Linked DNA regions of Rattus norvegicus: region 2 is linked to region 1. Evidence: chromatin contacts called from public Hi-C data. All regions are on one chromosome and are shown on one strand. The core of a region is the stretch at or near the end of the contact, and the rest is flanking DNA. Distances in the headings are between cores, read along the strand shown. Region 1 overlaps Nr1h4 (nuclear receptor subfamily 1, group H, member 4). Region 2 has its middle 9.6 kb from the start of Slc17a8.

The links. Hi-C and Micro-C count contacts between places; a contact is called where the count stands out from the background.
Region 2: a Hi-C map of liver shows a contact between it and region 1, with 4 times the contacts expected there. The contact joins two enhancer-like sites. A contact is called at or near these places in 3 of 12 Hi-C or Micro-C datasets (kidney and liver).

What each region holds. Positions count from the first base shown.
Region 1 is chr7:25,798,424-25,804,891 of GRCr8, forward strand. It overlaps Nr1h4 (nuclear receptor subfamily 1, group H, member 4), which reads right to left. Exons shown (of 10, transcript NM_021745.1): 2 at 1,442-1,576. The coding sequence starts at 1,508. Among named protein-coding and RNA genes, the nearest start is that of Nr1h4, 28 kb to the right of the region's middle. Within about 2 kb of position 3,103, at least 2 of the 93 cell types and tissues checked have an H3K27ac peak or open chromatin away from gene starts, as enhancers often do. A contact at or near this core is called in liver, where this site is marked.
Region 2 is chr7:25,941,776-25,948,243 of GRCr8, forward strand. No RefSeq gene overlaps it. Among named protein-coding and RNA genes, the nearest start is that of Slc17a8, 9.6 kb to the left of the region's middle. Within about 2 kb of position 3,301, at least 6 of the 93 cell types and tissues checked have an H3K27ac peak or open chromatin away from gene starts, as enhancers often do. A contact at or near this core is called in liver, where this site is marked.

The DNA of each region.
Region 1 (6,468 bases), core at 1,853-4,352:
TATTTTGCTTCATCTATGCTGTACAGTCATAATCCTGATTGTCCTGTGAGTTCTGATTGGTAGAGGGAAAATCACCCAGATCTCCATGAGTTGATTTTTCTAAGGCAGTGTAGAAGAACAGGCCAGAACATGGTCAAGGGATCAGAAGCGTAGGCCCAACCTTTCATTGCTCACAACTGACCCACGGGATGGAGAGATGAGATGCAGTGGCGGTGTGTGAAAACTGGCATTTCACAAATAGTTACTGCCGTACGTGCTCCCTCTGAGAACTACTGATCGACATTTCCCCTCTCCCCTTGAAGCCTCTTTTATGCTTCCTCCCTATTCTTTACTACTAGACTGCTATTGATCCGGTCTTCACGGATAGATGAAGCTGCAGTAATGACTGCTACCATCATATAACACGTTTCTATGATATTATATACCATATAATAACATGCTCTGACACATCTGGGTGAGCAGATGTGCAGGCAGGCAATCTGAGTACTACCCCACTTGCTGGGAATGCATCAATTATGACCATATAGGGAAAGTACTGGCTAAAGATAATAGAGCAGCACTAGCCAGGATCTCCTAGGGATATCTGACACCAGCTAAGGGATCATCTTAACACATCGATCTTGGTGAGGGTTCAAGTGGTTTTGTTGTTCTTGTTGTTGTTGTTGTTGTTTTGTTTTGTTTTACCATTTTTATTATCATAGTCTACCATGGCCTATGTAATGCTGGATAGGAACTGGGGGGCAATCTAGCCTCCAGAGAAGGTTATGCAGAAGGAAGTCATTCAAAAAGTGGCGGAATGCTCCCCACCCCGCCCAAAACATGCCCTCATTTTGACTCTTTGCTAATGCTCTCAGTTGAACTCTTTATACTTAAGATGTTTTTCATAAATGCATAAAGTGGAGCAATATATCATTTTATGGTGTCATCTGGTTACAGATCTACTTAAAACCACTTAGTACAATTTGTCCTCAACCTAGTTTAAATGACTAATCATGACACTGTACCATAGATTCCCCCCAGCATGGGAGGAACAGTGGGAGGATCCTTTGTGCTGAGCACTAAGTAACTCCAGCCTTTGATAGGTATCATATTAAGCCATAAGCAATATGATTTCATTCTTTAATACCTGTTATAATAATACTAGGACTCGCTCTAGATCAGGAAGTAGTTTCTACTCCCCACTCAGTTAATTATCTAGTCTCAAGGCCTTAGCAACCCACAAAGCAGAGACTGACAGCCCTCGTCTATTAAAGAAAAAAAAAGAGAGAGAGAGATAAAGAATACCGAGTTCAATGAGTCCAAAGTACAGCCTGACTGAAGAGTTGACATTTATTGAGCACTTAGAAGAAGCAAGATCATTTTCTCAAACTCACTGCTGGGGCTTTCTTCTGACACGGTTAGTTTTGGTGGACTCCCCATTTAAATCAATTTCACAACTTACCAAATAAGTTTTCAGAAAGAGCAAACTCGTCCGTGGCTTGTAAATGGGAGGGCCCAATCAGATTCATTTCGAACACCACTCCAACTTTTCAACTCGAGAATGTGCTTCTGGGATGGTGGTCTTCAAATAAGAACCCTGGAAGGCAAAGACACAGAAAGTTCATGGTTGCAGGACAGGGTCAGGAGTTATTCGAGAGAAACAGAGAGGAAGCAGTTGGACATACAGACGTCCAAACAGCTCCTCTGTAGATATTTTCTATTCCTTTCTGTATGTATTTTCTCAATGTTACTATTATATCTCACTTGAACTTAAAAATGTTCAAGTTATATGCCTTTAGACAAGATATTTTCTACTTTAATATTCCATAGGTATTTCATTTTAATTCCAGTATTTGGAGATTTAGACAGGATGTGATAACATTGGGAGTTTGTCTTTACTTCTTTTATAAATAGAGACAAAAACATATATAAAAGTTTTAATTTAAAAAGGGTTCATCTTTGATTTATTTTCTAGACTTCATTTAAAAGTTGAACAGGGCTGTGCAGACACACGATAGTATTCTCATGCTACTTCTTAGTATAACTCCCTTGGTCACTTACATATTATGTCAGCAGATCAAAGTTCAGAGACTGTTCTGCTAGGATAGATTTGATTTCTTGCTGCTGGGGAAATGTTTAGGAACTCTTACTCATTTTAATGTCTATATTAGCTCTACCTTGGACTAGGGTAAGACCAAAATGCAAGGGATATAGGACAAACAGATAATGGGAGCTGGAGCGATATCCCAGCCCTTAGAAGCACTTACTTCTCCTGCAGAGAATGTGGGTTCACTTCCCAGTACCCACTGGGAGTGTCTCTTCCTGAGATATGACACCTTTCTACCCTCTGCAGGCTACAGGCATGCAAGTGTGCACAACCTCACCACCCCCACATTAAGTGATTTTTTTTTCATTTTACAAAAGAGAAATAATGATAAGTCTTACCCAAATGTCTGAAACTTCATTCTGAAGGAATTTCTGCAGTTTACTTAAGAGAAGCAATGTCCACACAGAACTGTTTCCGTAGGTCAGCTTTCCTTCCTTCCTTCCTTCCTTCCTTCCTTCCTTCCTTCCTTCCTTCCTTCCTACCTTCCTTCCATTTCTTACGTCCCCAGAGAGGGGGCAATGAATAGGTGAGTCCTCAAAGCTTTCTGGCTAGGCTAAGAATGCTTTTCTAACCTTTTTATCCTGTCTCCAACTGAGAACTATTTTTTTCTAAATATTTATATTTTCTGCCGTGGAAGAGAATGTTAGAGTTTTGTTGGACAAATATTTATCTCATTAGAACTTCCCCACCAGGTCTTTCCCAGCTCAAGCACAAGGGAGCTTCTGATCTGTCTGGCAAGGTGGCCCACAGCAACTGCTTTGCTTCACCCATTCTTTCATTCACGCTTCCAACAAAGATTTTTTTGAGAGCTCATTCCAGCGTAAATCCTGGGCTGGATCTTCTGAGATAAAGTGACGGAGGCCAAAAAACAAAAAGCATCCATGATCCACAATGTCAAGCTTAATGACAGATATCCATAAAGTGGCCACACAGCCAGGTTGATTATGTGTTGTAATGAATGTGATTTACAAAGGTCCAAAATACCATGCCCTGATCTGTGTGGTGTCAAGAGATACTGAGGTTGGTGAAGAAGGACAAGGGTGTTGTTTCTACTTGTTTGTTTGATTGATTGGTTGGCTGGTCTGTCAATGGTTTCACTACGCATGCCAAGCTGACTGGCCTTGAACTGACTATGGGACACAGAGTAGCCTTGAACTCATAACCTCCTGACTACCGGGATTGCAGGTATACACCCCCATGACCTGGCAGAAGATATGGCTTTAAGAACAATTCTTAAAGAATGGGAAAGTCTGGCTTACCTAAACAGACACCAACAGCATCAAGAGCGTCCAGACCAACCTGATCCATATGGTAAACCAAGCATATAAAGTTCCTAAACTCTAGGAAAACTCTGTCATGGAACCCGCCTTTTCGAATGGTGACTTCTGGGAGACACCGAGAACAATAACCTTCATCCCAGAGTGAAACCTAAGTCACAGGAGAAATGTGTCATGGCCAGTTCATCTGCATTCTCCTTGGGAGGTTGTTCTTAGCACAGTGTGAAAGAGGAAGACCTGACAGGAAAAGCACTGAAAGTCAAGACAGACCTTTCAACAGAATCCAACCAGAAGAGAAAGCCAATCTCACCTCCATCATTGGGCGGTTTGAATGAGAGACGCCCGCCCTCAGTCTTACGTGTTTGAATAATTGTTCTTCAGTTGGTGGAGTGTTTAGGGGGAGTTATAGAACCATAAGGAGGCTGAGCTCTCTTAGAGGAAGCATATCACTAGGGGTGGACTTTCAGGGTTTGTAACTTTGCCCACTTCTAATTCACTCCCTCTGCTTTCTGTCTGTGGTTGATGATGTCATCTCTCAGGTGCCGGCCCCCTGACACTATGCCTCCTCTGATGTTAAGGACTATCCTTCTGGAACTGTAAATTAAAATAAACTCTTTCTTCCGTTACTTGTTTTTAGCTATGGTGCTTTTTGACAGCTTCAGAAAAGTAATACAACGCTTGTCCTCAAATAACTGCCACATATCAGAGTGGACCTTTGAACCCACGAGGGCCCAGGAGCTTTGTGGGACAGTTGTGAAATAGGAGCAACGCTGTAGCCCATGCAGAATGTCCAGAGGAGCAGTCAGGACTCTGAGTGATATTCTGTCTGGGGGCGGGGACAGTAGTAGAAGTAGAAGCCAGAGCAGACTCTATTATGCATATGGAGAGACATAGGCCCTTCTGAAATTCTTGGGGACTGTGATTGGGAGGACAGGCTTTGATAGGGAGCTGGAGGTGCAGAGGAATAAGCTAGGAAATGCTGAAGCCAATAAGGAGGCCTCATACATACATACATACGGGAAAAAAACACACATGGGAGACATGTATCCCAAATGTGTGTGTGTGTGTGTGTGTGTGTGTGTGTGTGTGTGTGTGCACTCACGCACATAAGAGCATGTGTGTGCCCCCAATTCAAGCAATGAGTATTGGCGATTCTCTTGTCTCTAGAAGTGAATATTCTACAACGCTAAGAGCTGTTGATTGTTCTTCATTTTTCTTTCTTTTTTTATTGAATTTTTTTGTTTAAATTTCAAATATTATCCCCTTTCCTGGTTTCCCATCCATAATCCCCCTACCCATCGTCCCTCCCCCTTCTTCTATAAGAGTGTTCCCCCTCCCCAACCACCCCACCTTCTTGCCATGACATTCACCTACACTGGGTGCAGGGGAGGTCCAGCCTTGGCAGGACCAAGGGCTTTTCCTCCCATTGGTGCCCAACAAGGCCATCCTCTGCTACATATGCAACTGGAGCCATGGGTCTGTCCATGTGGACTATTTGGATGGTAATTTAGTCCCTGGGAACTCTGGTTGGTTGGTATTGTTGTTCTCACGGGGTTGCCATGCTCTGACAGAGACTCCCAGGAGGCAGCTATATCAGACTCCTGTTAGCATGCAATAGTATCTGGGTTTGGGGGCTGTATGTATATGGGCTGGATCCCCAGGTGGGGCAGTCTCTAGATGGCCAATCCTTCAGTCTCTGCTCCACACTTTGTCTCCATATGTCCTCCTATGAATATTTTTGTTCTCCCTTCTAAGAAGAACTGAAGCACTTTGGTCTTCTCGCTTCTTGAGCTTCATGTGGTCTGTGCATTGTATCTTGGGTAATCTGAGCTTTTGGGCTAATATCCACTTATCAGTGAGTGCATACCATGTGTGTTTTATTTGTGACTGGGTTACCTCATGCAGGATGATATTTTCCAGATCCATCCATTTGTCTATGAATTTCATGAAGTCATTGTTTTTGATAGCTGAGTAGTACTCCACTGTGTAGATGTACCACATGTTCTGTATCCATTCCTCTGTTAAGGCACATTTGGGTTCTTTCCAACTTCTGGCTATTATAAATAAGGCTGCTATGAACATAGTGGAGCATGTGTCTTTGTTATATGTTGGGGCATCTTTTGGGTATATGCCCAGGAGAGGTATAGCTGGGTCCTCAGGTAGTGCAATGTCCAATTTTCTGAGGAAACTACAGACTGATTTCCAGAATGGTTGTACCATTTTGCAATCCCACCAACAATGGAGGAGTGTTCCTCTTTCTCCACATCCTCGCCAGCATCTGTTGTCACCTGAGTTTTTGAACTTAGCCATTCTGACTGGTGTGAGGTAGAATCTCAGGGTTGTTTTTGATTTGCATTTCCCTGATGAATAAGGATGTTGAACATTTCTTTAGGTGTTTCTCAGCCATTCACTGTTCTTTAGCTGAGAATTCTTTGCTTAGCTCTGTACCCCATTTTTAATAGGGTTTTTTGACTCTCTGGAGTCTAACTTCTTGAATTCTTTGTATAGATTGGATGTTAGCCCTCTATTAGATGTAGGATTGGTAAAGATCTTTTCCCAATCTGTTGGTTGCCATTTTGTCCTAATGACAGTGTCCTTTGTCTTACAGAAGCGTTGCAATTTTATGAGGTCCCATTTGTCAATTCTTGATCTTAGAGCATAAGCCATTGGTGTTCTGGTAAGGAAAATTTCCCCAGTGCCTCTGTGTTCAAGGCTCTTCCCCACTTTTTATTCTATTAGTTTGAGTGTATCTGGTTTGATGTAGAAGTCCTTGATCCATTTGGACTTGAGCTTTGTACAGGGTGATAAGCATGGATCGATCTGCATTCTTCTACAAGCTGACCTCCATTTGAACCAGCACCATTTATTGAAAATGTTATCTTTTTTCCACTGAATGGTTTTTGCTCCTTTGTCAAGGATCAAGTGACTATAGGTGTGTGGGTTCATTTCTGGGTCTTCAATTCTATTTCATTGTTCTACCTGCCTATCTCTGTACCAATACGATGCAGTTTTTATCACTATTGCTCTGTAATACTGCTTGAGGTCAGGGATGGTGATTTCCCCCAAAAGTTCTTTTATTGTTGAGAATAGTTTTGGCTATCCTCC
Region 2 (6,468 bases), core at 2,051-4,550, 140 kb after region 1:
TCACCGCATTTACTTGAGCTCTTCCAGGGGACCCAAGTTCAGTCCCCAGCACTTCTGTTGGGAAGATCACAGTCAGCTGTGGCTTCAGCTCTAATGCCTCTTCTGGTCTCCACAGGCACATGCGTACACACGAAACACACACACACAAAACACATGTACATACTCACACATGTACATATACATTCATATGCTCACACACAAAAAAATTTCTTTACAAATTAAAATGATTCATTGGGGTATGGAAAGATGGCTCAGTGGTTAAAAGCACTGACTGCTCTTCCAGAGGTCCTGGGTTCAAATCCCAGCAACCATATGGTGGCTCACAACCATCTGCAATAGGATCTGTACACATAAAATAAATAAAATAAAATAAAAAAGTGATTTGTTGTCTTTATAAAGCTGTTAACTTCCCCCCCTTTCAAGCTTTGTAACTTCCCACAGAACTGGGTCAGGCCCACTACTGCCCCTCATTGCTGAAAGTGAATGAATGGAGACAACAATGTACTGGGGCGTCAGGCAGAGGGGATGAGAATCACACCCGTGGGCTGGCAAGGTGGCTCAGGAGAAACACTGGCTGTACAAGCCGGGTCACCCAACCTGGACTCCCAGAACCCTTGCTTTAAAAAGAAGTGTGATGGGAGGGTATCCCTCTGTCACCCCAGCCTTCCTCTGGGGAGATGGATACAGAAATATTACCCGGAGGCCTATGGCAGGATGGCAGAAACAAGACAGACTCCGACTCAACAAGGTGGAAGAAAACTGACTCTCAAGAATTGTTCTCTGACGTCCACATGACCACCATGACACGTGTGCATGTGCATCCTGCATCACACACACACACACACACACACTCTTTCTTTCACTGTTGCATGTGCACATGCACACATACATATGTGCACACACATATGCACACACATGCACACACATACACACGCACACTCACACTCTAAAGGACTTATTACAAACGAACTCATACTTATGAACCAAGAGTAATGGCGTGTTTCTTTGACTGTAGGAAGTAGAGGCAAGGAATCACCACAAGATTGAGGCTTTCCAAGACACCCCCCCCCCGTAAAAGCCTGTCCCCACAAGCAAAAACGAGTAAACAGCGCCATTCATTCATTTGCTTGCTGTCCTTGATTGCCTCTTGTTTCTGTTCAGAAGGCTTCGTTCTCCACGACAAAACACATTAATATCTTACCCTGGTTTCCAGTGGCAACAGCAGTGGAATTGTCCTTGCTCCTGAACCACCTGCTACCTGCGGGCTGTGTGCAAATATTGGTTGGCAACTAGGATGAATCACTTCCCCTCCTTTTGAGGAAATGGGAAGACACTGGTTCCTTTGACCGTGTGTCATTAAACCATGGTGGGGGGGCGGGGGGGGCTTTGTTTTATAGTCCCTGCAGAATGATTTTAAAATTTTCACAGATTCCTAGGTGGCATCCAGAACCAAAGTAAACTTAATAAATGCCATTGTGATAGAATGATGCATACCGAAATGTTACAAAAAGCCAGGGCCACAAACCATATTGAGATATTTTTATTGCCTTCGCTTCCAATTGTGTGCGTGTGAAGAAGATAGCTTGCCTGAGTAGATTCTCTCTTTCTACCATGTGGGTGCCAGGAATCAAACTCAGGTTGTCGGGCGTGGTCGCAAGCGCCTTCACCTGCTAAGCTATCTCACCGACTCTACCTTCCCGTTACTGAGGTTCCACAAAACCCTGAGTGGCCAGATAATTTCATCGTGTTGAGAATAAAGAAGAAGGAACTCACGCATCTTCTACAAGCCGTTCTCTTGAGGTGCTGTTCTTCTAATGACTCTCCCCACCGGGGAAATATCCCTGACAAAACTTTCTCCAGCTTCTTTAGGATGCCCCTGGGAAACAGGCTAATGTGAATCGCTTGGGGAACAGCGACACCTTCTGGCAGTTTGTAGATTAAACAGATTCACAGCATACACGCCTCCCAGAAATCAGCCAGTCTTCATGAAGTTATTTATTCTAAACCATTTCAAACCCCTGTGGATTAAATCTCTAAAATACTTTAATAAAATATTTCAAAATATCAATGGTTTGATACAAATAACACTGTTGGTTGCTTTGGTGTTTGTTTTGTTGTTGCCTTAATACCAAATATGTTAACCTAACACTAATTCCACTTTTTCTACTCATCGAAAGTTTTTGAAAGAGAGCTGGGGTGATGGGCCACCAGGCACAAGCGCTTGCCACGCAAGCATGAGGACCAGAGTCCTGATACCCAGAGGGCATGGCGGACGCCTGTAAGCTTCATACTCTAGAGACGGCGTAACTCCAGAGCTAGGAGGCTGCCTCAGAGTGTGACAGAGAGTGATAGAAAAAGATGCCCGGGGCTGGGGATTTAGCTCAGTGGTAGAGCGCTTACCTAGGAAGCGCAAGGCCCTGGGTTCAGTCCCCAGCTCCGAAAAAAAGAACCAAAAAAAAAAAAAAAAAAGAAAGAAAAGAAAAGAAAAAGATGCCCAATGCCAACCATCTATACCCAGACACATGTGTGCCCAGATATGTGAACACACACATATGCACACTCACAACATATGCATAGAAAAAGTGTCCAAAACCCCAAAGCCAGGTAGGTGTCCGTGGTTCATGCTTTTCATGCCAGCATTTGACAGATAGAAGCAAGACGGCCGCCCAGGAGTTTAAGGCCAGCCTGGGCTATACTGTGAAACAGATGTTAATTGGCCAGCCGGTACAGTGATGCACTCCTGTGATCTCAGCCCTTGAGGAAGCTGAGGCAGGAGGATCTCAAGTTTCAGACCAGCCTAGGATACATCGTGAGACCGTGTTTAAAAATAATATTATCAGGCAATGGTAGAGCATGCTGTTAATCCCGGCACTCGAAAAGCAGAGGCAAGTGGATCTCTGGGAATTCAAGACCACTCTGATCTGTGGGGCAGCCAGGGCTACATAGCAAAACCCTGTCTCAAAAGCAAAACAAAACAAAACAACAGTAGACTAAATAACAATGGTGATGATAAGCGAATTTGGTTAATTCAATATGACCCCTGATTTCAGAAGGACTTGAGTTATCTCAACCAATCTCCTCAAGATTTCCAATTTAAGCTGAGAAAATGGGGCTTCTCCATAACCCTTCGTTAACACAAGTATCCTTCTAAAAGGGCTCTGAATGCCCAAGCTCAGGCCCTGTCTCCTCCGTGAAGAGCTTCCCTAGAAGCTAGCCCAAGTGCCTGCTCCCTGGTTCCCAGCCACAGTCTATGCCCCCACCCCCGCAACCCCCCCCTCTCTCTCTTGAGGGCATGCGCGCACGCAAGCGCTATCACTCTCTCTGCCTGCTTACTCATACTCCGCAAACCTGGGAGCCAGGCCACAGCCCGTTGATATTTGTATCCCAAGAATTTCACAATTCCAAGTCTGCAACACCTTGGAAGCTTACTTTTTTTTTAAGAATGAATGGACTCAAGTTGTGCTCTGTGACAAGCTGTGAGGTTTTTTTTTTTTTTTTTTTTCTTCATTCAAGTACTTGGAAGGCATTCAGCATTGTGACGAAGTGCGAATGTCTAGAGCACTTACCAATCTACAGCAGCCACGCCAGGAACTTCACACACTCTACCACCCTCCCTGTGCTGGGAAGGTGTGACCCGTAATTTGCCTGAAAAAAAAAAAAAAGTACTCTGCATTGTGAAAGACTCGGATTTAACCTCATTCTGTGTAAATATTTACTCTAATTCCAAAGCAGGAGCCTCCATGAACTTTGTGTGCTTCTATTTTTAAGAAAGCAAATCATGGACTGGAGACGTGGTTCTGTGGTCAAGTTGGCAGCGTGGCTGCTTATGGAGGACCGACGGTTGGTTCCCAGCATTAACACTGCTGGCTCACAACGATCTGGGACTCTAGTTCCAGAGATCTGACACACTCTTCTGGCCTCTGGGAGCACCTACACTCATCTGTACAAACTTGCACCCAGGCATACACATATATACATCAATTAAAATAAAATGTTTATACAAAAAGCAAATCATAGTCCAGAAGGGCATAAAAACAACAAACAAACAAAATGTTGAAGTCAGAAATGTAAGCATTGAACTCTGTGTCCTAGTGATGCCCTGTTTCGTTAGTATAATGCCCTAAAAACTTGGTTGTCCCTTTTTGCTCTCGGTACCTGATTTACTATTTGGCTATTCTAAAAAGAACAGAGCAACCAGTTGCTTAGAAGTACATGTGCTAATTCCTCTTCTGTTGCTGCGATAACATCCCAACAAAAATCAGGAGAGAGAGAGAGAGAGAGAGAGAGAGAGAGAGAGAGAGAGAGAGAGAGAGAGAGAGGAGATGGAGGAGGGGGAGGAGAAGGAGGAGGGGGAGGAGGAGGAGGAAGAGGAGGAGGAAGAGGAGGAAGAGGGAGGGGAGAGAGAAAGAAGGAGGGAGGGAGAGGAAGAGAGAGGGGGGAGAGAGGGGAGAGAGGAGAGAGGAGAGAGGAGAGAGAGAGAGAGAGAGAGAGAGAGAGAGAGAGAGAGAGAGAGAGAGCTGTTCAGTTTACAGTTCCAGGTTATATAGTTTGTCATGGTGGGGAAGCCAAGGCAGAAACTTGAAAACAACAAGTACGTTGTATCTACAATCAGGGGCAGTGAGAGCAAATGCAAGCTCAGTGAATTTCTCTGCTCTTATACCATTCAGAATCTCCTGCGTGGTGGATGGTGCCCCCCACAGTGAGCTGAGTCTTTCCGGGCCATTTACTTAAGGTTCCCCCCCCCCAATGTGTCCATAGGCCAACTGCGTGTAGACAGTCCTTCCTTGAGACCATTATCTGGGAGAATTTCAGGTTGTAACAGGTTGACAACCTTCCTTACCCCTGACCTGAAGTCCGACATTTGTCCTTCACCAACTCAGAGAAGCTATTCCAGAGTAGAGTTTACCAGACATTCCTGGCGCCAATATTGGTTTCATAACTGTTCAAAGCTAAATGTGACAAAGGTAACAGTCCATGGCCCCTAATCCAGCCACCAGGGGCACAGAAGGCTCCAGTGGGTTTAATTCAGAGTGTCTAGAGACGGGAATACTTACATCCGAGTCTATTCAAAGACATTTCTGAAAGGGAGATTTTTGACAATTGCTCTCTGGTAAGTGTAGGTAGGGTTGTTGCTGGGAGAACGTCAGTCACATGATCACACAGTTGGACCTGAAACCTAGACTAACTCCTTAGATATGAGCAGTCCGACAAGCATAGCTGCCTCCGTGGAAAGCCTTTCCCTCCATTTACAAAACTGACCTTCCGTAACTTGGCTTGGTGACGAATGCCTGTAATCCCAGAACCCAAGAGGCTGGGGTGACAGTCAAGACAGCAAGACTTTGTCTCATAATCCGGTAAACTCAAACAGGACTTCAGTTTGGGTTTGTTGTTTTTTTTTTTTTTTTTTCTTTTACAATTTTGGCTTTGTTCCGACTCATGAACAAATAAGTAACTTTGGCCTGATTCCTTAAAACACAGAAGACAAACACACCTTTATCTGGCTCCAGAGTCCACGCACTGCATGCTTTTAGCATGCCTTTGGCATGCCGCACTTTGGGGACGTGACATCACTGCAGTTGGAAAGGCCAGCGGGCTTAGGGTCATGAGGGAGATTTAAACTTTCCCCAATGTCGATTCTTATGTAAAAATTCTAGACACGTCTCTATACTGAACCTTTGCAGAAAACATAAAAAGTCAGACACAAAGTTCATCAGCAACCTAGGCTGCTGGTGTGTGTGTGTGTGTGTGTGTGTGTGTGTGTGTGTGTGTGTGTGTGAGAGAGAGAGAGAGAGAGAGAGAGAGAGAGAGAGAGAGAGAGAGAGAGAGCAAGCATCAGATCTGAAGGAACTAAACCACATCTCCACCATCTTTAGCACATACAACCCTGCTTGTTCTTCCTGTGAGATACCTTTTCCCTCTGACTGCCCCTAAACTTACTATGTAGCCCAGGCTGGCCTCCAGTGCACAGCCATCTACCTGCTCAGTCTCCCAAATGCTGGGATTGCACACCTGAGCTACCATGCCCAGCTCAGAACTTTTCAAAAGGGAAGCTTTACTATAGAACCTGTGAGTAACACCCATGCCTTTTGCTAGCAGATATGTATACCATGGACCTGCTTTTAAAAAAAAAAAAAAAAAAAAGTCTTGCAGCAGGGTCAGGCAGGAGGCAGAAACCACACTATTTGAACAGGGGAAAAATTGTAATTATATTTATTCTTTGTCGATTTCATGTATAGCGTATTGATGACTCTCACCCCATCAAACCCCTCATGAGTCCCATTCCCACAGTTGGCGTTTTTCCGTTTGTTTCTTTTTGTGAGCCACTGAGTTTAACCAGGGCCTCCTGCATGAACATGGGTGCTATCCAATTAGCTGAATTAACATTAAATGAAGACAGTGCCCTTCACCATCATCCGTCAGCTGATTCCCATGGAGGGGTAGGGCCCTGAAAGATTCGTACATGGGAAA